Linked DNA regions of Mus musculus: all the other regions are linked to region 1. A link is a contact called in public HiChIP or PLAC-seq and promoter capture Hi-C data. All regions are on one chromosome and are shown on one strand. Each heading gives the region's core, a stretch centred on a gene start, on an enhancer-like site or on the middle of the called end of the contact. The rest is flanking DNA. Distances are from core to core; before and after follow the strand shown. Region 1 holds the start of Orai2 (ORAI calcium release-activated calcium modulator 2). Region 2 holds the start of Ache (acetylcholinesterase). Region 3 holds the start of Srrt (serrate RNA effector molecule homolog (Arabidopsis)). Region 4 holds the start of Pcolce (procollagen C-endopeptidase enhancer protein).

Evidence for each region. Promoter capture Hi-C pulls out the DNA fragments that hold promoters and counts their contacts. HiChIP or PLAC-seq counts read pairs in DNA pulled down with a chosen protein or histone mark.
Region 2: a promoter capture Hi-C map of liver shows a contact between it and region 1, with 4 times the contacts expected there. The contact joins the promoter of Ache here to the promoter of Orai2 in region 1. A contact is called at or near these places in 3 of 39 promoter capture datasets (hippocampal neurons and liver) and 1 of 115 datasets of contacts at active chromatin or transcription factors (pancreatic cancer cells).
Region 3: an H3K27ac HiChIP or PLAC-seq map of embryonic stem cells shows a contact between it and region 1, with 3 times the contacts expected there. The contact joins the promoter of Srrt here to the promoter of Orai2 in region 1. A contact is called at or near these places in 1 of 39 promoter capture datasets (hippocampal neurons) and 1 of 115 datasets of contacts at active chromatin or transcription factors (embryonic stem cells).
Region 4: a promoter capture Hi-C map of pre-B cells shows a contact between it and region 1. The contact joins the promoter of Pcolce here to the promoter of Orai2 in region 1. A contact is called at or near these places in 2 of 39 promoter capture datasets (cranial neural crest and pre-B cells) and 1 of 115 datasets of contacts at active chromatin or transcription factors (pancreatic cancer cells).

Annotation. Positions count from the first base shown.
Region 1 is chr5:136,168,881-136,174,413 of GRCm38.p6, forward strand. It overlaps Orai2 (ORAI calcium release-activated calcium modulator 2), which reads right to left and starts at 1,776. Exons shown (of 3, transcript NM_178751.3): 1 at 1,658-1,776.
Region 2 is chr5:137,284,390-137,289,765 of GRCm38.p6, forward strand. Ache (acetylcholinesterase) reads left to right here and starts at 3,865. Exons shown (of 5, transcript NM_009599.4): 1 at 3,865-3,978. It overlaps Gm42456 (a long non-coding RNA gene), which reads right to left and starts at 4,255. Exons shown (of 4, transcript XR_003955815.1): 1 at 4,176-4,255.
Region 3 is chr5:137,303,434-137,309,309 of GRCm38.p6, forward strand. It overlaps Srrt (serrate RNA effector molecule homolog (Arabidopsis)), which reads right to left and starts at 4,241. Exons shown (of 20, transcript NM_031405.2): 1 at 3,991-4,241; 2 at 3,613-3,752. The coding sequence starts at 3,734. It also overlaps the pseudogene Gm43013.
Region 4 is chr5:137,608,415-137,613,759 of GRCm38.p6, forward strand. Pcolce (procollagen C-endopeptidase enhancer protein) reads right to left here and starts at 2,990. Exons shown (of 9, transcript NM_008788.2): 1 at 2,823-2,990; 2 at 1,983-2,091; 3 at 477-735. The coding sequence starts at 2,914. Fbxo24 (F-box protein 24) reads right to left here. Exons shown (of 10, transcript NM_027708.1): 9 at 5,259-5,345; 10 at 4,091-4,705. The coding sequence ends at 4,343. It overlaps Gm36266 (predicted gene, 36266), which reads left to right and starts at 4,292. Exons shown (of 2, transcript NR_165817.1): 1 at 4,292-4,516; 2 at 5,164-5,345.

The DNA of each region.
Region 1 (5,533 bases), core at 526-3,025:
GTGTGCAGCTGAGTGAGGATATGCAAATAGCTCCGAGTGGTTAGGGTGGGTGTGGAGAGCTGTCTGCCTCCCGCTCAATCGTGTTGGGCCTGCAGGTCCTATAAGGAGATGAGACACCCTTCCCCTGTATTAGTCCAGGAGGCTCAAATTCATTCTCTTTCCTTTTCTTTCTTTCTTTCCTTTCTTCTTTATTTCTTATCTCTTTCTTTTTACTTTTCTTTCTTTTTTTTTTCATTTTTCCGAGCTCTGCCTGTCCTAGAACTTGTTCTGTGACCAGAGTGATCCCAAACTCAGAGATCCATCCATCCATCCACACTACCTACAAGTTGTCATTACCACCCAGCTCCTTCCTTCCTTCCTTCCTTCCTTCCTTCCTTCCTTCCTTCTATTTTAGTTGTTTGGTTTTGTTTTTTTGAGACAGGGTTTCTCTGTGTAGCCCTGGCTGTTCTGGAACTCACTTTGTAGACCAGGCTGGCCTCGAACTCAGAAATCTGCCTGCCTCTGCCTCCCAAGTGCTGGGATTAAAGGTGTGCGCCACCACGCCCGGCCCTTCCTTCTATTTTAGATAGGGCCTTATGTAGGCCAGGTCAGCCTCCAACCAAAAATATAACCAAGCATAGCTTTGAACTCTGGATGCTGCAAGGGCTGAGATCACACACCTGCTTTGCATGGTGCTGGGGTTAGAACCCAGGGTTCCTGCACGCTAGGCAGATTTTCTAGGGGTTCCATCCACAGCTCCCGCTGATCCCCTTTCTATTTTTGGGTTTGTTTTGAGACAGGGTCTTGCTGTGTAGCCCAGGGTGGCTTGGAACTTGGGACTGTCTCACCTAATCTCCTGCGTGCCAGGATGGCAGGCATCACCAGCTTCTGTCACAAGTCCATTCCTTATACTCAGAGGGCCTATCTTGGTCCAACCCTTGCCCCATGGGGAGAAGCAGAGTCTGGCCTACAAATTCCAAGCTCAGGCCAGAGGGGGCGGTGAGACAAGATGGAGCCCATAAGTCTGTCAGATAGCACCCACCAACTCTAAGATTGCTAGGCAGACTGAACCTTTTTTTTAAAAAAAAAATTATTATTATTATTAAAATGAGGAGCAGCAGAAAGATTAGGTCTGACAAAAAAAATTAAAAAAAAAAAAAAAAAGCCAACCCACGGCAAGGCTGTTAGACGAGCATTTCTCTTGCCAGGTTTGTTTGAAACTGTCTCAGGCAGCAGGTTATGGAGTCTGCCTGTTTTAACTTCCTCTAAACATCTGGGGCACGGGAACTGTGTCTTGTCACCCACGCGCCTGAGAGGTGGCAGTGGCCTGCCAAAAGCAGCCACCTGCATCCCTGTCCTATACTCTAGGGAAGTCCCTGCGACTGCAGGACCCGAGAATCAGCTGGCAGCCCCGCGCGATCCAAGTCTTCTGACACTGCACTCTACCAAGGAAGTCAAGGGATTGGGGTCACCAGGCCATCCCTCTGCCTCTCATCAGCCTGTCCCTTCCTCTCCACGCCATGCCTGCCCAGGGAGAAGCTCCATCTCCTCCTGTCCAGTGTCCCTGATCCAATTTCCCCGCGCCCCTTAGCTAGGAGGGGACCCTCTCCTGTTCCCCTTCAGACACCCCCCCCCCCCAGACAAGGATGGACGGGCCCACCCGCGGCCGAGCACTCACCCTGACTGTCCAGCCCTCAGCGCGCTTGGCTCCAGCTCACGGCTCCGGCTCGTGGCTAGCGTCTGTGTCGCGGCCGGGTGGCCCGGCGGCCGGGCCAGGGCGGAGGACCGGCCCCCTCCCTCTTTCCGCCCGCAGCCGCTGCCTAGGCAACACTGCGCCGCCGTCACGTGACCCATCCGTGGGGCCCTGCCGCGGACCACGTGACCTGAATAGCTGGTTGGGGACCGACCCCTCCTACAAGATCTAGGGGTCTTCACTTCACAAAGTGCTATCATCCTCGTGGGACCCAGGTGGGTGGGTCCAGGCGTGGGAGAGCGCTGCTCCTAGCGAGTGACACTAGGGGATACCCAGCATCTGTCGTGGGCAGCATAGAGAGGTGGGGACAGGGTGTGAGTGTTGCAGAGTGGGTAGAGGCGTGCAAGAAAGGCTCAGCCTGGCTATATCCTGGTTTTCTCAGCTTGTGCAGTGACACCATTCTACTGTGGTCACGCAGGTAGGTGGCTCTTGGTTCCAGCAAGGCTGTGAGAACCAAACAATGCAAGGGACATGTTCTCATTGCTGAGCTCTGGGCACCTCATGGATGGCAGAGAAGGGTCGTTTGGACGCTGCGGCGAGGCATGCCCTGGCGAACACTGAGGTTTTACAACTGAGAAACTCAAACAGGAACGGCTCTGCAGGAAGTATACACTAAGTATACGCTCAGCGCCCCAGTGGGTGCCTCGTGGCCCCTCAGAGTGCTCCCTATTTGCCCGGTACGCTTCTGCTTGCACGCTCTATATAGGATTTTTCCATCTGTCGCAAAAGCATCAGACTGTGACACATTAACCCAAAGGAAGGAAAAATTCCACTCGTATCCAAATTTCCTGACAACTGGGAGTGTATAGATGTGACTGTTAGCAGTTTCCGCTTGGGTTGCCAAGTCAATTCACTTAGGATAGGTGAAAGCAACTCCTCCCTCCTGGCGCTGACCCCTCCTGACAGCGTGGGCCATCATAAGGCTCCACGTGTGCCTACATAAGAGGGTCTGAACCTGCGGGAGCCACGCACTCTCAAGGCAACTGCCTGGCGCCTGCAGAGCTGAAGTTTGAGTAAACGAAAACAGGAAGGAGACACTTGGTAAACTCCAGCCATTGCATCATGGATGACACTCTTTCAACAAGGGGTTTTTGCTTCTTGCGGTTATTAGGAAGCTTAGCTTTGGAGTAGGACTTTCCAGCGCCAGGCACTGAGGTTCCTCCACCGCCAGCACAATTATCTGGCATGCCTGGGCAAAAATGAAATGCCAACTGTAATTACCAGTCTGCCTAGGAGCCGCTTTGCTAACCAAACACAGGCAACAGCCCTTACTGTTGTTTGACTCACTTCCTCCTTAGAAGGGAGGAAGCCATGGTATCTGTCCTGTTGGAAGGAGGGTCGGAGGTTGGAGGATCCACAACCCCTGCCCCCTCTTAGGATCCCAGGGAGCTGACTAGGGGTTACCCAGAAGGTTCAGGTCCAGAGCAGTCTCTCCTGAGGGCACTGCATTGCTGTCTGGGCTGTCTGCCTGAAGTTGGTTGGTCTTGGCAAGTTACTTCCTTTACTTAAAAAAAAAAAAAATTAACTACATTTTATTTATTTAGTGGGGTGGTGGTGTGCACCACAATACATGTGTGGAGGTCAGAGGACAACTTGTGGCAGTTGGTTCTCTCCTACCAAGTGGCTGGAACTCAGCCTGTCAGGCTTGGCAGTGAGCGCTTTTTAGCTACTGAGCCATCTTGCTGGTCGGTTTTTTGATTTTCCTAGAAGCTCGAGGAGCCTGTCCTTGAACATCAGTTCTTGAATACACATAATGAATGTGCATAGCCTACTCACACAGGAGCCTCGTTCCTTGCTTTTCTATGACACCCAAACCTTACTATCTAGCACGCTCTCACAGTTTGTGTGGTCAGCTTGTCCAGCCCACTGGCTCCTCACTCTGTCCCCTTAGCTATTCATGCATGGCCTACCTAGTACGTTCCTCTACCACAGTCCACTGTAAAAACTGAATACCAAATACCCTGACACATTGCTCAGACTTCTGTAGTGTAACAAAACACCTGAAGCTACATTATAAAGACACACAGTTTATTTTGGCTTCCATTTATGGAAGCAAAGGTTTAGTAGTACGGTGAGAGCCCCCCTCCCCTGACTCCCTTACGCGGTGGGGGTGGGGGTGTACCCATTTCACTGTGGTCTCTCTCTTCCTTATAAAGCCAACAGGATTCAGTGATGGCAGCCCCACCCTAGTGACCTAATCACTTTCCAAAGTCCCTACCCTGATCACACAGGTGGATTTATCTCCTCACCTTTGTCATGCTGCTGTTAATTTAAGAAGTGCTCAGAAGGTCCTGGGGGAACAGAGTCTTATGTCTTACTCTGACCTTTCTGGTTCACTTTACAGCCCACCAAGCCCCTTTCTCTTCCTTGCTGAGACCCACCCTTCTCCAGGATGGAGACCTTCCAGCCATCTTGTCAACCTTTGGCCTCTCCCTTCCCCACCTCACTTATCGGAGATGCCCTCACTTTTACTCCCCCGCCCCCGCCCCTCAGCAGTCCACCTGTAAGGTGTTCAGAACCGGAAGGTGGCTCGGTGCTGTCATATAGCTTTTTTTTTTTTTTTTTTTTTTTTTTTTTTTTTTTTTTGAGACAGGTTCTCTCATGTAACCCAAGCTAGCCTCAAACTCGCTGTGTAGTTAAAGGATGACTTCGAGTTCTGGACCCTCCTCTTCTCGAATGCCAGGCATGCCCTGCTGTGGCTGGTTTATTCGGTGTTGGGGATGGAGCCTAGGGCTTCATGTAGGCAAGCATTCTATCTACCAAGTAAGTCTCTCTCCGACCCTTTGTTCTTCCTATCTATGGTTGTCCTTTTTATGTACAGGGTTTTGCTTTTAAAGACTTTTTTAAAATGTTATTTATTTACTTTGTGTATGAATATTTTGTTTGCATGCATGTACATGTGCCTGTTGGATTCTCTGCAGTTGGGGTTGCAGATGGTTGTGAGCCGTTATGTGGGTGCTGAGAATTGAACCCACGTCCTTTGCAAGAATAAGTGCTCTTAACCACTGAACCATCTCTCCAGCCCATTTAAAGATCTGTGTGTGTGTGTGTGTGTGTGTGTGTGTTTGTGTATAAGGATGCCTGCAGAAGCCAGAAGAGGAAGTTGGGTCCCCTGAAGCTGGAGTCACAGGCAGCTGAGAACTGCTTGATGTGGGTGCTGACACTCAAACTCTATCCTCTGCAAGAGTAGCAATGGCTGTTAACCACTGAGCCATCTGGCCAGCCATTACAACCCATTTCTATCACCCCAGGCTCCCATCCTTCCTGGAAGCCCAGTCCTGCTGTAGGAAGTCTTTGGCCTCCCCCCATTTCCTCTGCTCCCACCTGCTTCTACGTCAGGATGTTCACCCCTCTGGATGCATCACTGCCAGGGCAGGGCCTTCCTCTTAACCCCTCTAGTCCACACTCCACCGTGAAAGATTGCCTCGAGAAGCCTCAGAGCTCCCAGCCTCTGGTCTCCACCATACCCCAGGCTCTCTCTCGTGGACTCTGGAATCCCAGGGTGAGCACTTGCTCGGCTCTCAGTAAACGTTTACTATGTTCTATGGAACGAGGAAGCTGGAAAGGGCCTCTCTGGATTCCCTCCAGGTTGATTTCTAAGAGTGTGCTCTTTATGGAAATACATGCTAATATATGGTAATGACAGCTCCCTTTAGTGGAGGATGCCAGAGAGTAAACAGAAATTAGGTTCGGAAGGAGGGAAGAGCCTGCCTGGTTCCTGGGCCAGGAGGGAAACAGTCTCTGCACAGGCTCCTGGGAAGCCGCCAAGTCCCTGGTCCTGCAAAGACAGGCTCAGACTGC
Region 2 (5,376 bases), core at 2,615-5,114, 1.1 Mb after region 1:
TTCTAGGCAGGGGCTCTACCACTGAGCCACGCCCCCAGCCCCTCCCTGGGGGATTCTAGGCAGGAGCTCTACCACTGAGCCACGCCCCCAGCCCCCCACTGGGGGATTCTAGGCAGAGGCTCTACCACTGAGCCACGCCCCCAGCCCCTCCCTGGGGGATTCTAGGCAGGGGCTCTACCACTAAGCCACGCCCCTACCCTTGAATTTTAGGACAATCTTAAGTAAGGGACATAGAAAACAATGAGCAGGAAAAGGAATGTGGGGCTGGTGAAATGGCTCAGAGGTTAAGAGCACCGACTGCTCTTCCAAAGGTTCTGAGTTGGCTCACAACCATCCGTAACAAAATCTGATGCCCTCTTCTGATGCTGTCTTCTTCTGAAGACAGCTACAGTGTACTTACATATAACAAATAAATAAATATTAAAAAAGAAAGAAAGAAAGAAAGAAAGAAAGAAAGAAAGAAAGAAAGAAAGAAAAGAAAAAAAAGAAAAAGGAACGTGCTTTGCCTAGCCTCGGGTTCCCCACTCTTGAAGAGCTACAACCTAGATTCAGTGGAGTCACTCAATGGCTATTTCAGAGACCCAGTCGAACAAACCTAAGATTAAGCTGACCAGAACCGAGCCCTCTGGTCCTGCACTGGAAGAACCTAGGTCAGGAACCAGTACCCAGAGCAGAAATTCCCTGTTTAGGACCCCTTGTCCTACACCTCTCCCACTTCACAGTGCCCTCAAAGACTTCCACTCTAGATGCGCCTTCTCTAATGGCCTTTAAAGTCCCAAGCAGTGCCCTCTAGTAGACATTATGAATGTTTCTCCTTCAACAGGATCCCATATCTCAAACAGCGCCCTCCAGTGGACAACTCAGGCATGGCATGAGAACTCATGCAAATTCTAGAGCACCAGTTAGGGGAAGGGAGCACTTGGGATGCGGGTTTTGTGAAAGAAATGAGGGCATCTTTGGAATCCGAAGATTTGGATGTGTTTAAGAGCTGCGATGACAAAAACAAAGGAAGGTGTCATTTAGCATTTAGCAAATTGGTAATGTTCTTTAGGATCCAGTCTTCCTTGTTCCTATCATTAAAACAGCCAAGGGAAAGACAAGAAGGCTTAGTGGGTAAAGGGGCTTGCTACCGAGATCTGTGGACCCATGTGATAGAGGGAGTTGATTTCCACAAATTGTCTTCTGACCTCTACACATATTCACAAAAGATAAATCTATCAAATGCAATTAAAATGTTTTAAATACAGTCAAATTTGGGCTGGAGAGATGGCTCAGCGGGTAAGAGCACTGACTGCTCTTCCAGAGGTCCTGAGTTCAAATCCTAGCAACCACATGGTGGCTCACAACCACCCATAATGAGATCTGACGCCCTCTTCTGGTGCATCTGAAGCCAGCTACAGTGTACTTAGATATAATAATAAATAAATCTTTAAAAAATATATATATACAGTCAAATTTTAGATCAGTCCAGACATCAAAACACAGACAACCTTTTTGGACCGCATTCATAGCAAACAACACCTTAGAAATACACCTTGGCCAGTAGGATGGAAACTCAAGAGTTGTGTGTCAGTTTCCAGGAAATGGCCTTAAACAGAGCAAGAACATCATTTATCCTGTCTTGGAGGGTGCAGATGTGACTGATGGCTGACACTCCAGGAGCCTTGTTACACCGTATGTTGTTGGAAGTCACTTTCTGAAGATGGTAAAGCAGGATACTGTGAAAGGTAGCACCAGGTTCCTTAAAAGCAACTGATACTTGATGTCAAGTGTAATCTCACATGGCTGTCTTCAGAGTTGTTTCTTCTTCCTCCTCTCCCTCTCCCTCTCCCTCCTCTTCCCCCTCCTCTTCCTCGCCCTCCTCTTTCTCCTCCTCCACTTCTTGCACTTATTTATGGAGGGTAGGGTACATCCCGAGGTCAGAGGACACATTTCAGGGAGTTGGTTCTCTCCTTCCACCACGTGGGTCCTAAGTATGTTCGGCGACAAACGTCTTGGTTGACTGGATCATCTTACAAACCTCTTCCTGCCCTTTTGCTTACTAAGCTGTCTAAGCTATTATGGATTTATGGTAAACCTGAGGCCCATCGACAGTTTATTCTTGTCCCAGGATCTTTCTTTCAGTGAGACAAACTCATAGTTACAAAGGTCAAGAGATAAATTGCCCAGCATCACCTGTTTTTGGAACAACTGGATAAGGAACAAGATACTGTCACTAACTGGACCCTGTTTATAGGCTAAAGGCGCTGAGCTTCAAGACTGGGCAGGACTGGCCTCACTCATTCCCTCATTTCCCTTCACGGTTTTAATAATCTGGCGTTACCATGCTCAGAAGCGGCGTCAGACTCTTTCTCTCCCACAGCAACAGTAACACACACCCTGTCTGTTCCTCTTTCCAGAGACACCAGGAAAGAGACAATCAAGGGTTGGTCCCACCCCAGTCCTCAAGGTCCGAATGACAGCCTCTGGCGCCACCTGGCGATAGTCAGCACGGACCCGTCGCGAGTGAGCTGGACTGCAGATGAGTTTCCCGGCATGCAGTGGCCAGGTTCTCCAGGGACAGGAGGGTTGGAGGGCGGGGGGGGGGGGCGGGGGGGATGTCGCAGTTTGGAGAGATGAAAATCGCATATCTGGGAGAGGTTGGACTCTGCGCTGGTATCTTCTGGGGACCAGCCTTTTGCAAGACAGCGCGCCTTTGCCCCTTGCTCGGAGGAAGTGACTGATGAGTGATGAGTGTCTGGGGCTCGAGGGAAAGCTCCCGGCGTCCACAGCGAGCATGCGTGCACGTGTCCCCCTACCCCCCATAGATCCACGCAGCGCCCCATATCGCGTGCGCGCACGCACGTCCCCACGCTCTCGCGTGCAGGCCAGTCGCCCACGCAGCAGCGGCCCGCAGGCTCCAGAGCCAGATGCCCCCACCCACCCCGTGAGCCAGTTGTCTCTTTCATGTAGTGATCTCGCGTGGGCACAAAACTGCACACTTCCCACAGTCACTAAGGTGCAGCTAGGTGGGAGACTCCCTAGAAGGCTGGGCGTGTGGTCTAAGGGACTCCCAAACAGGCTGGGGGCTCCAAGTGTAGGCCGCTCCCACCTGCTAGCCACAACAACCAATGAAAGCTTGGCCCGGTGATGTCATGGACCAGCCGGACCCTTGTGATGACAGCCGGAGGTCACCGGTCAGGGGAATTAGCTCAAGCCCACCCTCGGGGGTTCCGGAAGTTTCCAGAGCTGCAGCAGAGTGCATTGTAGCATCTCCCCACAGCCTTCTGCTTGCCACTATGTGGTCTGGCTTCTCAGCTGTCCCCGTGTCACCTCTTCTTGCCCACAGGGGTCTTTTCCTATAAGGGAGAGCCTGTGTTTCTGTTATTTGTTCCTACAGGTGTTCTTTCGTCTCCACAGAGATGTCCCACGTCATCTTTTCTACCAGTGTCAGCTGAAGGGGGTCCTCAGTCAGGCTTTCTCGTGTCTCTTCTCTTATTACCCTGCCCCAAGCTTTGTCCTGGTTACAGATGCCAAATATTAGGCCTCTGATCTTTCTGGATTAGAGCTGTCAGTGTGTCCTTCCGTCCGTGAAAGGCGACCGGTCTGTCTGTGACTTGTCACCGCAGGAGACTGTCGCCTGCGTGAACGGTGTCTGGTGTCTCCGCAGGCTGCGGTCCGTCTGTCACGTGGGTGTCTGCCCCGCCGCTGCGGGTCTGCGGGTCTGTCGGTCTGTCTGAATCTACCACTGGAGTGTGTCTGGGCTCCCGCTCCCCGGGGTCTCGGGGCTTGAAGGGAGGGAGGAGGGGAGGTGGCAGCCCGGGGGAGCGGGGAGGGGCGGGGGCGGAGACAGTGGGCGGGCGGGGGCGCCGTGCGGCCCGGAGGGGTGTGTGCGGGGGGCCGGAGGCGGCTGTCACTGTCGGCTCAGCCTGCGCCGGGGAACATTGGCCGCCTCCAGCTCCCGGCGCGGCCCGACCCGGCCCGGCTTGGCCGCCTCAGGTGAGTCTCCCAACCCACCCAGGACCCTCCACCGAGTCGGGACCAATCCGCATCCCGGGGGAAACGTGCGATCCTGGAACGATCGAAGCCCCCCAACAGAGCTCCTACTGCACCTCCTGCCCCGTGGGGCCTGCCTAGAGGGGCCCCTCCACTGCCTCGCACTCCTCTGAAACTCCCGCTAGCCGCTGCATACTTACTGATGATGCTCGCTGGGCCGGCCGCTGCCTCTGCGCTCCCTTCCTGCAGGGACCCCCTGAAGGCCCCTTCCCCACTCTCTTCAAAGTCTGGGGACACTGGAAGACGCCCCCTGTTTGGGGCGGAGCCCAAACTGCGCAGGTTACTGACATCCCGAATGCACCACCCCCCATCCCGAGGGCCGCGACCCCAACGTCCCTACCCAGCTGAGCCCCTTGCCAGCTCCAGGACCCCTCCTGCGCTCTCTCTCTCTCTCTCTCTCTCTCTCTCTCTCTCTCTCTCTCTCTCTGACTCTGTCTCTCTCTATGTGTCTCTGTCTCTCTCTTTCCCTCCCTCCCTCCCTCCCTCCCTCTCACCCTCCCACCCTCCCTCTAAAAGGAGGCTCAGCGGAAGCCCCGAGTTATAATTAGCCCCACTCGGGTTTCCTGGTTAATCTCCAACAACGCCACTATCCCCAGATCCAGGCGACCAGAACTGGCTGGGTGATGGGTGAACACCCGGAGGGGGTAGTTCCGACCCGGGGAATTTTGATCTCTTGGCTGGAGACGCCGGAACTACAGCAGCTGTTGCCCCCAAAATAGCGCCCCTGCCTTTGCTACGGGGATCTCCGGAGCTCCCGGAACACAGACGTCCTGGCTCGCCCTTCAACCCCCTCTGCGATGCTCACGATTCTCCAGATACCCCCACACCAAGGCTCGGGCGGGGAGCTCTGGCCTCTTCTTGGTCTCTACTGCTCCCGGTTGGCAGTGGAGGGCATTGCAATATGGGGATGCAATAGGGGCTTGAGTTCTGGTGAGCCCCACAAGGGGCGAGTGAGACAGTTGGCTGGAGTCAGGCGAGAGGGGTGCGGTTGATGTAAAGCAAACGGGTACCAACCGGCCGTACCAGAAAGAAGAGAGGCGGAGCAGGGTGGGGCAAGGTGTCGACTGGACAAGATTCCAAGATGCCTTCAGAACCTGGGACTCCCGATACCTTGAATGCCCAACCCACTCCCCAGAAGGCTTTGGCTAACCCAGGAGAGGCTTGGGCTGTGCTTTCTTATAACTTGCAAGCTCCCGAAGGGGCCACACCCGTCCGTCCATGAGGGTCCCCTGCACCTGTCCTGGGGCCTATACAAAGCCTTTCCAACCCTGTGCTGTATACTAGGGGTCTTAGCTCAAGCTGCAGGGGAAAGAGGTATGGAGGCCCTTGGAACTTGCTGGG
Region 3 (5,876 bases), core at 2,991-5,490, 1.1 Mb after region 1:
TGCTAGCCCCCAGCCCTGCTTCCCTTTCAGAAAACTTGAGATGGTGTCCCTGAACTACGCAGGCTGCCCCCGAACTCACTGTACACTAGGCAGTACACAGTGTCCTGAAATTGCACAAGCTGCCCCTTCAGGCAGATCTTGAGCCTGAGATCCTCCTACTTCAGCTTCAAGAAAAGAAGAAAAGATTATCAGCCTCTGTCACCATGCCAAGTATATGTTTTTAGGAAAAATAAGTATTTTCTTTAAACAAACAAACAAACAAACAAACCCCACCCTGCTCTGGAGGTGCGCTGCTCTCTTCTAGGTCTGGCTTGATAAGGGGAAGACCAGGACCACTCCTCACACCGATAGATTATCACAAAGGAAACACTCAATGGCCTCTTCAGATAATCTGGGCTTTTCTTTCTGGTTTCTGCATAAAGCGAACATAATCTTGCTGTGCTGACAGAGCGCTCACCCTCTTGAGCAGCTGGGTTAAGTATCTGGTGTGTGTGTGTGAGGGCAGGGGGATTGTTTATTTATAGGTAGACAGGGTCTCTCTACATAGTTCTCTAGAGCTTGCTGTATAGACCAGGCTGGCCTCAAAACTCAGGAGACCCTCCAGCTCCTGTAATTAAAGGTAATTATTAATCCATTCAGCCCCTTTTTGGTTTTTGAGGCAGGCTCTCATTTGTATCCAAGGAGGGCCTGCAACTCCCTACTTAGACCAAGATTGTCTCCAACTTATAAATGTCCCTGCATTTGCCTCCGGAGTGCTGATTAGAGGTGTGAGCCCTGCTCCTGGAAAGAGCTGGTTTAAGAGTAAGTTGAAGCAGGCAGAGTGTAAATCTAGCACTTAAAAATGGAGGCAGCTACAGTGTGTATGAGATACACTAGGCTACATAAGACCCTGTGTCAAAACTAACTCTGAAGTGTGTTGGACTGACTCATCAAACCACACCAGCAGGCTACAGCTGTGGCTCAAACACTCGCCTAGAATTGTCGATGCCCTTCAATTCTGCTACATTAAAATCACTGCTAGCAGATCTTAAACAGCTCCTGACACTTTTCACTGTACAGTATCAAGCCATGGTGCATCATAGACTCTCATCTCAAAGTCTAAACATCAGGACTACTCATACTAATATATACAAGTTTCTAAAATGAGTTTCTACCAGCATGCTCCACTAGCAACAAATACTGACAGCTTTCCTCTTAGTAACACTTCTCTTAACTTCTTTTCCTACACACATCTGCCAAGCACTAAGTGTGAAGCCCCGGTGTTGACAATGCTCCAATAAAAACCCAGCACCTGTGAAAACCACTCCAGGCTCCCCCATCAATCACCCAGCTGCTCTTGCAGTGACTACCCAATGCTTAGCACAATGCTCTTTTATGCATTCTTCTCATCCATAAAACCAAACCAGAAACAAAACACAGTGCTCTATCTGGGACACTAAGTGGTGCTCTTCCTTCAACCGTGCATCCTTTTCATGACTTCTGTCCTAAGGTACTAGCGGCTTTAACCAGCACTCCTGCAGCTCCACTAAGAAAAACAGCAATGTCTCTCTACAGTCTGAGAACCACTACATCAACCAAGAGCACGTGCTCCTGTCTCAACTGTGTTGTGCTTACTGACCGCAAGCTGTTCACAGCACCTGTGTCTAGGGAATTCCCTAGAAATCCAGCTAAGTGTCTCTTTCCTGTGGCTCTCCAAAGCACTACATAGATGGCCATCTTCTGCTCCTCAGAACTTAAGTTCCTTTGCAATGATCATGCCTACTTGTGACATGTAACCAAAGCCACTTTGACCTCTGAAAGACTTCATCTAGCTTCAGACTCAGAAAAGCAAATTTGATTTTCTTTTTTCTTAAAGAAGCACTAAGGTGAGCTGGGCATGGTGGCTCACCCTTCTATTTCCAGCCCTGAAGAGGCTTAAGGCAGGAGTGTTATGTTCCAGGTCAGCTTATTCTACGTGAGGCCCTTTCTCAAAACCTAAAGGGCAAGGGGGCTAAGAGAGATGGCTCTCAGAGTTCAAAGAAGCAAGGCTCGGCTCCTAGGAGCCACACAGCAGCTCACATCCTTCTGTCAGTTCCAGCTCTAAGGATACAACACTGTTCTGGCTTCCTACAGCTATCAGGCACAGCATGAATGTGGTGCACAGAAATCACGTAGGCAAAACACTTATACATTAAAAAAACAAAAACCACAGTGCCGCACACCTTTAACCCCAGCACTCGGGAGGCAGAGGCAGAGGCAGAGGCAGGTAGATCTCTTGAGTTCGAGGCCAGTCTGGTCTACAGAGTGAGTTCCAGGACAGTCAAGGCTGTACAGAGAAACTCTGTCTCAAAAAACATACCAAAAGCTAAATAATTAATTTTTGATAACGTGCTGGAGAACTGACTCAGTGGTTAAGGGTTCTTGCTAATCCTACAAGGGACCCATGTGCGGCTCCTCTTAGCACACGTGGCAAGCCACTCACAGATGCTTGTTCCTCTAGCTGTAGGCCCCATAAATCACACTCATTTGCATATACCATCCACACACTCTCACAATCACACCCACACTAGGCTTCCTCTTTTCCAGGCTTTCCCTTCATTTCATACTTGTTTCGTGAAAGGGAGTCTCACCATGTAGCCCTGGCTGGTCTCAACCTCTTAAATTCTATCTCAAAGTCATTTCAAATCCCTCTAAAGAAACTGAGAGATGACTCAGCAGTTAAGAGCACTGGCTGCTTATCCAGGTCATGAGTTCAAATCCCAGCAACAACTACAGGGACCAGATGCCCTATTCTGTCATGCAGATGTACATGCAAATTGAGCACTCAAACAAATAAATCTTTAAAAATAAAGAAATCTGTTTTCAAGTTGAGCTATGGCGCTTAACTCACTAAACTGGCTTTGTTTTTGTTGTTTTTACTTCACCTCTGGATTTAAAAAGGAAGAGAGGTAGAGAGCTGGCTCAGTAGTTAAATGCACTCCTTTTAACCACTCTTGGTTGGCTCCTCTTGCGGAGGACTAGGCTTTGAGTCCCAGCACCCACAAAGCAATTCACAACCATCTTTCCTGCCCATTTCCCAGAGGATCTAAAGCCTTCTGTTGGCCTCCTCGGGCACCAGGAACGAATGAGGTGCATAGACATAATGTAAGCAAACCCCCATGAACGTTTTATTATATAAAAGAAGAAATGCACTTGCACATTTCTTATCTCAATTACCTGTTTTAAAAATCCTTTCAAAAAACTCTTAAACAGGATGTGGTAGAATACTTCCTTAATTCAGAAGTTTAATGTCATCTTGAGCTACCTAAAGAGTTTCGGGCCAATCTCACTTTGGTCAGTTTGTGCTTTCTTAATATTTGGATTTGAGATTGTGTCTCCCTATGTAGCCTGCACGGAAGATGCAGTCCAACCAGCTGTGCGGAGCTCCTGTCCAGCACTAATACTGACCGTCACTTTGGTTAAAAGCTCAAAATCTGAGCCAACGGTGAATAGACTGAAACTACAGAAATGGCTCAACGGTAAACTGCATCCTAATAAGATTTTGTAAGGTAAAGACAAAAAAGGAAACGAAAAGAAAAATTGTGGCGCGGAAGGGTTGTACGGGGCGGGGTATGGACGTTAATACTGTCTCACCGGTCATTCCAATCGTCCCCTCGCCGTCTTTCATCCCTTTCCCGGGAACGGTCATAATCGCTGCGCTCTCTTCGAAATTTGTCCCTGCGTCTTCGGTCGTATTCATCATCACTGTCACCCATGGTGCTGTCAGAGGAGGCCTGGGGCCCGGCGGCGGGTAGACACGGTGATGATGAACAAGGACCAGAGGAGGGACAATCCCCCGGGGACAGCACGCCCGCCTCCCTCCCGCCGAGGCCGGCCTGCCATCCCGGGCAGGGCGATCGCTCCGACAGTTTCACTGTCCCCACGGATTCCCCCTCGTCCACCCCCGAAGCCCCCGGGCACGGTCCTCTCCTCGCAATCCCGCCGCCCGGGCCTTTCCTTCCCCTCCCCCACCTGGCAGCGGTCGGGGCCGTTGGAAGCGCGCGCCGGCGGGCTTGTTTTCCGGGCGGACCGGAACGAGCGACAATGGACCACAAAGAGGGTTGGAAGGAGACGCTGGGATTCTCAGCCCGGAGACGAAGGGGAAGAGAAGAGCGGGACCGCGGGGGGGGGGGGGGGGCAAGGAGGCGCGCGCGCGTCCTACGTCACTCCCGGAGCTCGGCCTCCAACTACAAAACAAGACCCCCGGACCAAACTAAAACTCCGAGATTAAAAGAATGACGGGAAGAGGGTGGAGACGCGGAAGTCTCGCGTGGTTTTGCGACAAAATCGCCCCAGCTTCTCGGAGCTACGGAAGTTGAGCTGGGCCAAGCCAGGCCTTCTGAACGTGCTCGTGCCTACTTGAAAAGGAGGGCACTGGAGAAGTTAAGTGTCACTCCCGTAAGGTATCCTGGGTAGGAGCTAGTTTGCATCCAAAGGTTGCTTTGCAATAGCCCTGGGCTGGGGCACCTCTTGACCTCCTCAAGGGCGGATTTGCTATCGAGGGGTTTGGGGACGATGGATGTCTAGGGAATAATTCATAGAAGCAACCATTTTAGAGGCATCTCCTCCCACCATTTTCTCCTGCAAAAAAATACAGTATGTGCTACTTATAAAATGCGTTCTTCCTGCTTGTCTTGGACAGAGGAGCCTAATACTCATGCAAAAGTGTAAACCTCGATCTTAATGCCCAGTTCTTTAATGGGAGTCTTTACATTGCAGTCTGGAAACAACCACCAGGATCCACTAGTTTCCAGTTGAAATCCCTAAGATAACAGTAAGCCCTTTTCCATGAATAGAATACTAAGCTAAACAAGGGAGCATGCCACTGTCTTGCTCCCAGAAAAGAATGAAAAATCCCAGCATCTAATAAGGTGTATTTACAAGGGGGCATTTTAAAAACTTAGCAGACAGTTACGTTGGCACAGGCGTAACCCGAGTTACTCAGTAAGTCAAAGCAGAATCAAATTCAGGGGTTGCAAAATGAGTTCAAAGCCAGCCTTGACAATTTTCTAAAACCCTTTCTCAAAAACATTTTCCAAAGAGGCCGGTCCAGTGTGTAAGAGCACTTCCTGGTCTTGCAGAAAATCAGAGTTGGAGTCCCAGCTCCCATGTGGCTGGCTGCTCACAGACTGTTAACTCCAGTGCCTAGGGAACTGACACCTCTTCTGGTCTGCAAGGGCACTGCACTCAGATGCACACACACCCACACACTGATACACAGATACATATACTCATCATTTTGTTCCAAAACAAGGTTTCTGTGTACCCCATGGCTGGCCTGGAACTCCCCTTGTAGACTAGGTTGGCCTCAGACTGAGAGATCTTCCTGTCTCTGCCTCCTGAGTACTGGGATTTAAGTCTTGCAACCAGCTCATACACACGTAATTCAAGAAGATGGGAGCATGGTGGCGCTCACCTCTAATCCCAGCACTCTGGTGGCAGAGGCAGGCAGATCTCTGAGTTGGAGGCCAACCTAGTCTACAAAGGGAGTTCCAGGCCAGCCAGGCAGGGCTACACAGAGAAAGAAGGCCCCGTCTCAAGAAAGAAGTAGAGGAGGAAGAGGAGGGAAGCAATGAGAGTCGTACAGCTCAATGATAGAATGCTTGCCTACCGTATGACAGGACCTGGGTTTAGGAAGAAATAAGCTAAGAAAGGAGAGAGGGAGACTGAAGGTGCTGTTCAGCAGGTGGGCATGTGCTTAGCATATATGAGTCTCTGGCCCATCCCCAGCACCCTCCATCCCCCACAAGAAAAGTAGCCATGTGCAGTGTCACATTCCTGCAGCCCCAGCACTGCAGAAATGAGGGCAGAGGGATCCCGGGTTCGAGAACAGCCTCAGCTATCTAGCAATGTTTCAA
Region 4 (5,345 bases), core at 1,740-4,239, 1.4 Mb after region 1:
GCCCTCCCCTCTGTTGAGGTCTCAGCCTGAAACATTTCCAGAGAGACTTGTGCTGCCGGGAGGGGGTGATGGGACCGCAATCGGGATCCCAGAGCTGGGTATAGGGGGCTCCGGTGAGGGAATCCTTGTCCCCCAGCTTCAAGGTGCCCCCTTACTCCTGTCAGAGGAGCCCGATTGCGGAGGGGGGCGGGCAGTTACTCACCGTCCCAGTAACCCCAGGCCGCCCATTCCACCCGCGGGTCCATGACCCATTTCCGCCTCGCACCTGGGGGAGGCCCTGGAAGAGGGGTAGGTGGGAGCGGGAGGGGGAGAGAAGACCGGGAGGAGGGACTGAAGGGGCGGTTAGTGAGAAGAAAGGGAGTAGTGGTGGCCCTAACTCTTGGGAGGAATCTGGGGAGGATCAAAGTTAGGGCAGGGGTGGGGACCTGAACCGGGGTGGGGTCAGGAGAGGGGAAAGAGGAGGCGAAGATACTCACCAGTGCCCGAAGTGGCCCGGCCGCTGTACCAGAGCAGGAAGCCTCGTCCCCCGGTGCCCTCGTCAGTTGTCATCCTTAAAGTCACTTGGTTGCCAGGTGCGACTACAGGTGCAGGCCTGAAGGTGCCGCAGAAGCGTCCAAGTCGCTGGCCTGAGGTGCCAGAGCCAGCAAAGACCTCCAGAGCATCGTAGCGGCAGGAAGGGTGGAGCTCCATATCGAAGACTCGGAAGGACAGGGACACAGTCTGGCCCTCGGGCACCTGAAAAAAGGGGAATGGGGGTCCCGCAAAATCAGGCCCCAAACAACCCTGACCGTGGGCATCGCCCCCTCCCCCAAGTACTTCCTAGGCAGAGAAATAGCCATAACTGGAAAGGACCCCTGGCCAATGCAACACACAGGGCCTGGGCTCTGCTCCTGCCTTGTGGTCTCTGGAGGGAGAAAACAGGAGCGAATTAAGGATGGAGTCTCAGCGTTTTTTTTTTTCCATAAAAATCTAAGGCTTAAACTAGGCTTGGCAGCTCACACCTGTGATTCCAGGGTTTGTTGTGCTGATAGGATTGCCTCAAAGTTCAAGGCCAACCTAAGCTACACAGTGAGATCCTGCCTCCAAAAACTTAGGGCTCAGCTCCAGAAGTGGTGGTGTGTGCCTGGGATCCCAGCTATTTGGGAAACAGAGGCAGGAGGACCATAAATGCCAAGACCCATAATTTACAGAGACCATGTTTCAAAAATAAAAGGGGAAGCGATCTAGGGAGATGGCCCAGTGGGTAAAAGTGCTTATTCAAGCTCAAATCCCCCAGAACCCACATAAAAGGCCTCATTGAAGTCTCCACACATATGCCTTGAACCCTAACCCTACTGGGAGGCAGACAGGAGGGTCACTGGGGCTTGCTGGCTCTCATACTAGCTTTAGATTTAGTGAGAGGCTTTGTCTCAAGGAAATAGGGTGGAGAAAAGCACAACTCTGGAACACCTGCTCTGACCTCTGCATACATGCATGCATGCGTGTGCAAACTCATGCCCGACAAACACATTAAAAACAACCACCAGGGCCGGGCGTGGTGGCGCACGCCTTTAATCCCAGCACTTGGGAGGCAGAGGCAGTTGAATTTCTGAGTTCGAGGCCAGCCTGGTCTACAGAGTGAGTTCCAGGACAGCCAGGGCTACACAGAGAAACCCTGTCTCGAAAAACCAAAACCAAGCAAACAAACAAACAAACCACAAAAACAAACCTAAATGAATAAAAGAGATGGACCTCAGTGGTAGAGTTCTGGCCTAGTATGCCAAAGTCCCAGGGCTCAGTTCCCAGTAGTGGGATTGGACCAAGAGGAGGAAGGTTGGAGGTACTTCAGAGCATGTTACCATGGGGCCTGACGCCCTTGGACCAAAGAGGAAAAGAGGGTTTCCCAGAGGTGATGCCTGGTGGTGGGGACGGTGTCCCTGGGCTGTCAAGGTTTGGCTTGGGAGACTGATGAAGAGCAATGGGGACCAGAGGGGCCTTCTCACCGTAATTGTCCAGATGCACTTCTTGTTTGGGGGGTAGAGGTTGGGGAAACCCTCACTTGCCACGTAACCTGACTCCCCGGTCACGTCCCCTCCGCACAGGAACACAGGTCTGGAGGACAGAGGAGGTGTCAGGCAGAACCCCTGCATTGATGGTTCGTGAGAAGGGCAAGCCACGGCAATATGGGAAGATGGTGTTGGAGAAGCCCCAGCCTGTGGACTGGAGACTCCAGTCCAAGGACCACGGAAAGTGGGGCTAGGCAACCGCCCCGTCTCTCCATCCCCTAGAGGCTCCACCCCCACGCTGCCAGGAATTCCGGGAATCCTTCTCAGTCCCCCTAACCTCCTCTACCCCCCCTCCCTGTCCTGCCTGGCAGTCAAGGACAGGAGCCGCCTAACTACTTCCAGATGTGACAAGCCACGAGGCCACGAGGGGGAGGGGGCAAGAGAATTGAGGAGAGCAACAGTGGACACACAGCTAGGGGCTCCCACCTTCGCCCTGCTGCCATGCTCCTGGCTAAGGACCAGTACCTGACTTTCTGCTTGCTACCCTTCCCCCAATCTCAGTTCCTGAATGTCAGCTAACAGACAAGGTCAAGGTCTTGGCTTTCTGGGTTCAAGCTCCATGGAGGGGCAGAGGGCAGAAGAACAGTAGTGAAGGAGTGGGAACAGTGGAAGTTACAGACCAGTGTGGCCTTGCAGCAGACAGGGAGGATATGAATCTGAAGAGGAAAAGGGATTTGCTAGCAGAAGAGCTTGCAAGACCCACAGGCACAGCCCTCCCAGGACTCACAAGCATTCTGAAGCTTCCTGTGGAAGCCATCTGAAAGATATGAGACCTACCTCGTGTAGTTGGGGGTCTGGCCTCGGGCAAGAGGCAGCACCCAGGCCAAAAGGAATGGCCCCAGAAAGGAGGTTAGGGCAGCAGGCAGCATTGTGTAGGGGGGAAGTGCTGGAAGCAGCAGCTGAGTTCAGCAGCAGCAGCAGCAGCAGCAGCAGCAGCAGCAGGATAATCAGGACCAGATGAAGCAGCCCCGGGTGTGTGGGCGTGGGGACTGGCCAACTGGGCGGGCAGCAGGGGAGGCGGGACGGGGAGACAGCTGGGACAGTGCTTGAGTCCCTTCAGAGGCCTCTCTAGGTCTTGGACATATATTAATTGACCAGAGAATGCTGGGAACACATCTAGTCATATGCCACTGCCCTCTGTCCTTTGCCTGGGGACCTGGCATTTGCTGGAGACTTTCAGGTGCAGGCTGGACCCTTCTTCACCTGTTGCTTTCTCGGCATCTAGAGGGGATGTCCCCAAGTCTCTTGGCTACCCACTGTCCCACTGCACACTTCCAGATAGTTCTTGTTGCTTAAGACAGGCTTGCCATGACGCACTGGCTAGTCGGAGCTTTCGATCTTTCTGCCTCAGCTTCCCACGTGCTGGGATTACAGGCCTGCACCCCCTTCCCCAGGAGCTTCTGCACATACTTAGGACCTCCCCTTAACACTGGACCAGATCAGGCCAAGCAAAGTGGCTTTCTGACTCCTTATTTTCTCTTCCAACTATTTTAAGGTACAGAAGGGTTAAGGGGGGGGGGGGTGTGGAGTGTCCCTGTCCCTGGGCAAAGAGGGGACGGAGCAAAAAGTAAGGGAAAAGATGGGAGACAGAAGAGGACGGGATGCTGATTCCACGGGACTGTGGGCTAGGGGTGAGGTACCCTAGAAGTGACGATCAGATTGCAGGTTTGGTGCAGGTATGATGGAGGCACACCTGAAATCCTAGCTCTCTGGAAATGGAGTCAGCGTGAGCATGATTAAAGAGGTCAGCCTGGGCCACACAGTGAGGCTCTGTCACAAACAAAACCAACAGACCCAACAGAGGTTTCAAAGTGGGAAGTAAGGTGTGTCTGTCGTCCGAGTTACTTCACAAGCCCAGGCCTGACCTCCACATCACAAAGTGGGGCTTCTGGAGTGAGAAGGGGAAGGTTAGCTGGGGGTGCTGGCACTTCCTCAGTAAGACAACAGCTTGGGCTCTTTCTGTCTCCCCCCACCCCCTCACCAGCCAGGCCTCCCTCCATCCCAGGCCACCCCTCCATGAGGCCCCAGGGTTTCAAAACAGGCTTGGCTTTAGCCTTTTATTCTACTGTCCATCAAATTTCTCGCTCATGATAGTCAGGTTAGGGGCTCCTCCAGGGCAGGCCCCTGCACATTTATAAAAGAGGTCCCTCCTCTCCCCTCGAATACGCAGCACTGCTCCCCACAGCCCCACCCCCACCCCCCACCCATGTACACACAGTGTTCTCTGACACTCCATCTCTTCTCAGCTCTAGCCCACGGCTCGACTTCCTTCAGGAGGAAAGGCTAAGAAGAGGGGTTCAGCTCTCGGGAGTCGAGGTGTCTGGGCCAGCCCCTCCAGCAGCCCTCTGCAACATGTCCAGTGCCTCCCAGAAGAAATCTTTCTGGGCAGCCATCAAGGGCATCCAGCCCACAATCTCCTTCATCTTCTCCATTCGGTCCTGCAACGTGGGGCAACTGTGGATCTGGCTGAGGTACTCCTCACAGGCCTGGGCTGTTCCCCCAGGGTCTTGGGGGGCTCCAGCCCCCTGGCTAGGTTCAGGGCTCCCCCCCACCCTGCTGGCTGGCAGGTCTCGATAGACAGGGCACTGTTCGATGTCGTGGCTGGACAGCATATAGAGACACTCTCTGGTGGAGCAGAGGGAGCAGGCACACAAAGGGACCTTAGAGGAGAGAACGGGTGGAGCTGAGGGAGGCTTAACACTGCTTCCAGGAAGCCGACTTAACCCTGATGCTGTGCTGACCCCTCTCAGACAGGCCCTGGCCAGCAAGTGAGCTTCAGCTTGCTATGTTCCAGGACCCATGTGAACTTGGATAGAGCCATGGGGTCAGCTAAGGAGAAAGCGGCGAGAAGTGTGGTGCAAGAAGGGAGACTTCGCAGTACAGGGGAGATGGAACCAATGGATCCCTTACAGGGGTCACAGCTATCTGCTGGGGATGGGGACACAGGAAAGCCAGGAAAAGCTAGAGGTTAAGACCAGCCTGGGCTCCACAGTGAGAATCAACTGGGGCCATGCTTGGTGCCCAATATGAAGCAGTGAAAGAACTAAATCTTACGGGTTGTCCCCTGTCCTCCACTGGCATACTGTGGCATAACTCCCTTCCCACAATTCTTTTAAAGACTTTGGAGAGAAGGGAGGTTAAGTCCCGTGGTCCACCTGGCTCTAGTGTTCTACCCTCCCTGAGGCCTGCCTGCTTGCCCGACCCTGCTCTGACCTTGATGTGCAGCTTGACGAAGGAGGCGCTCCCCTTGGGCCAGCCAGGAAGACGGCCTCCGGCCCCACAGCCGCACCCCAGCAGCTC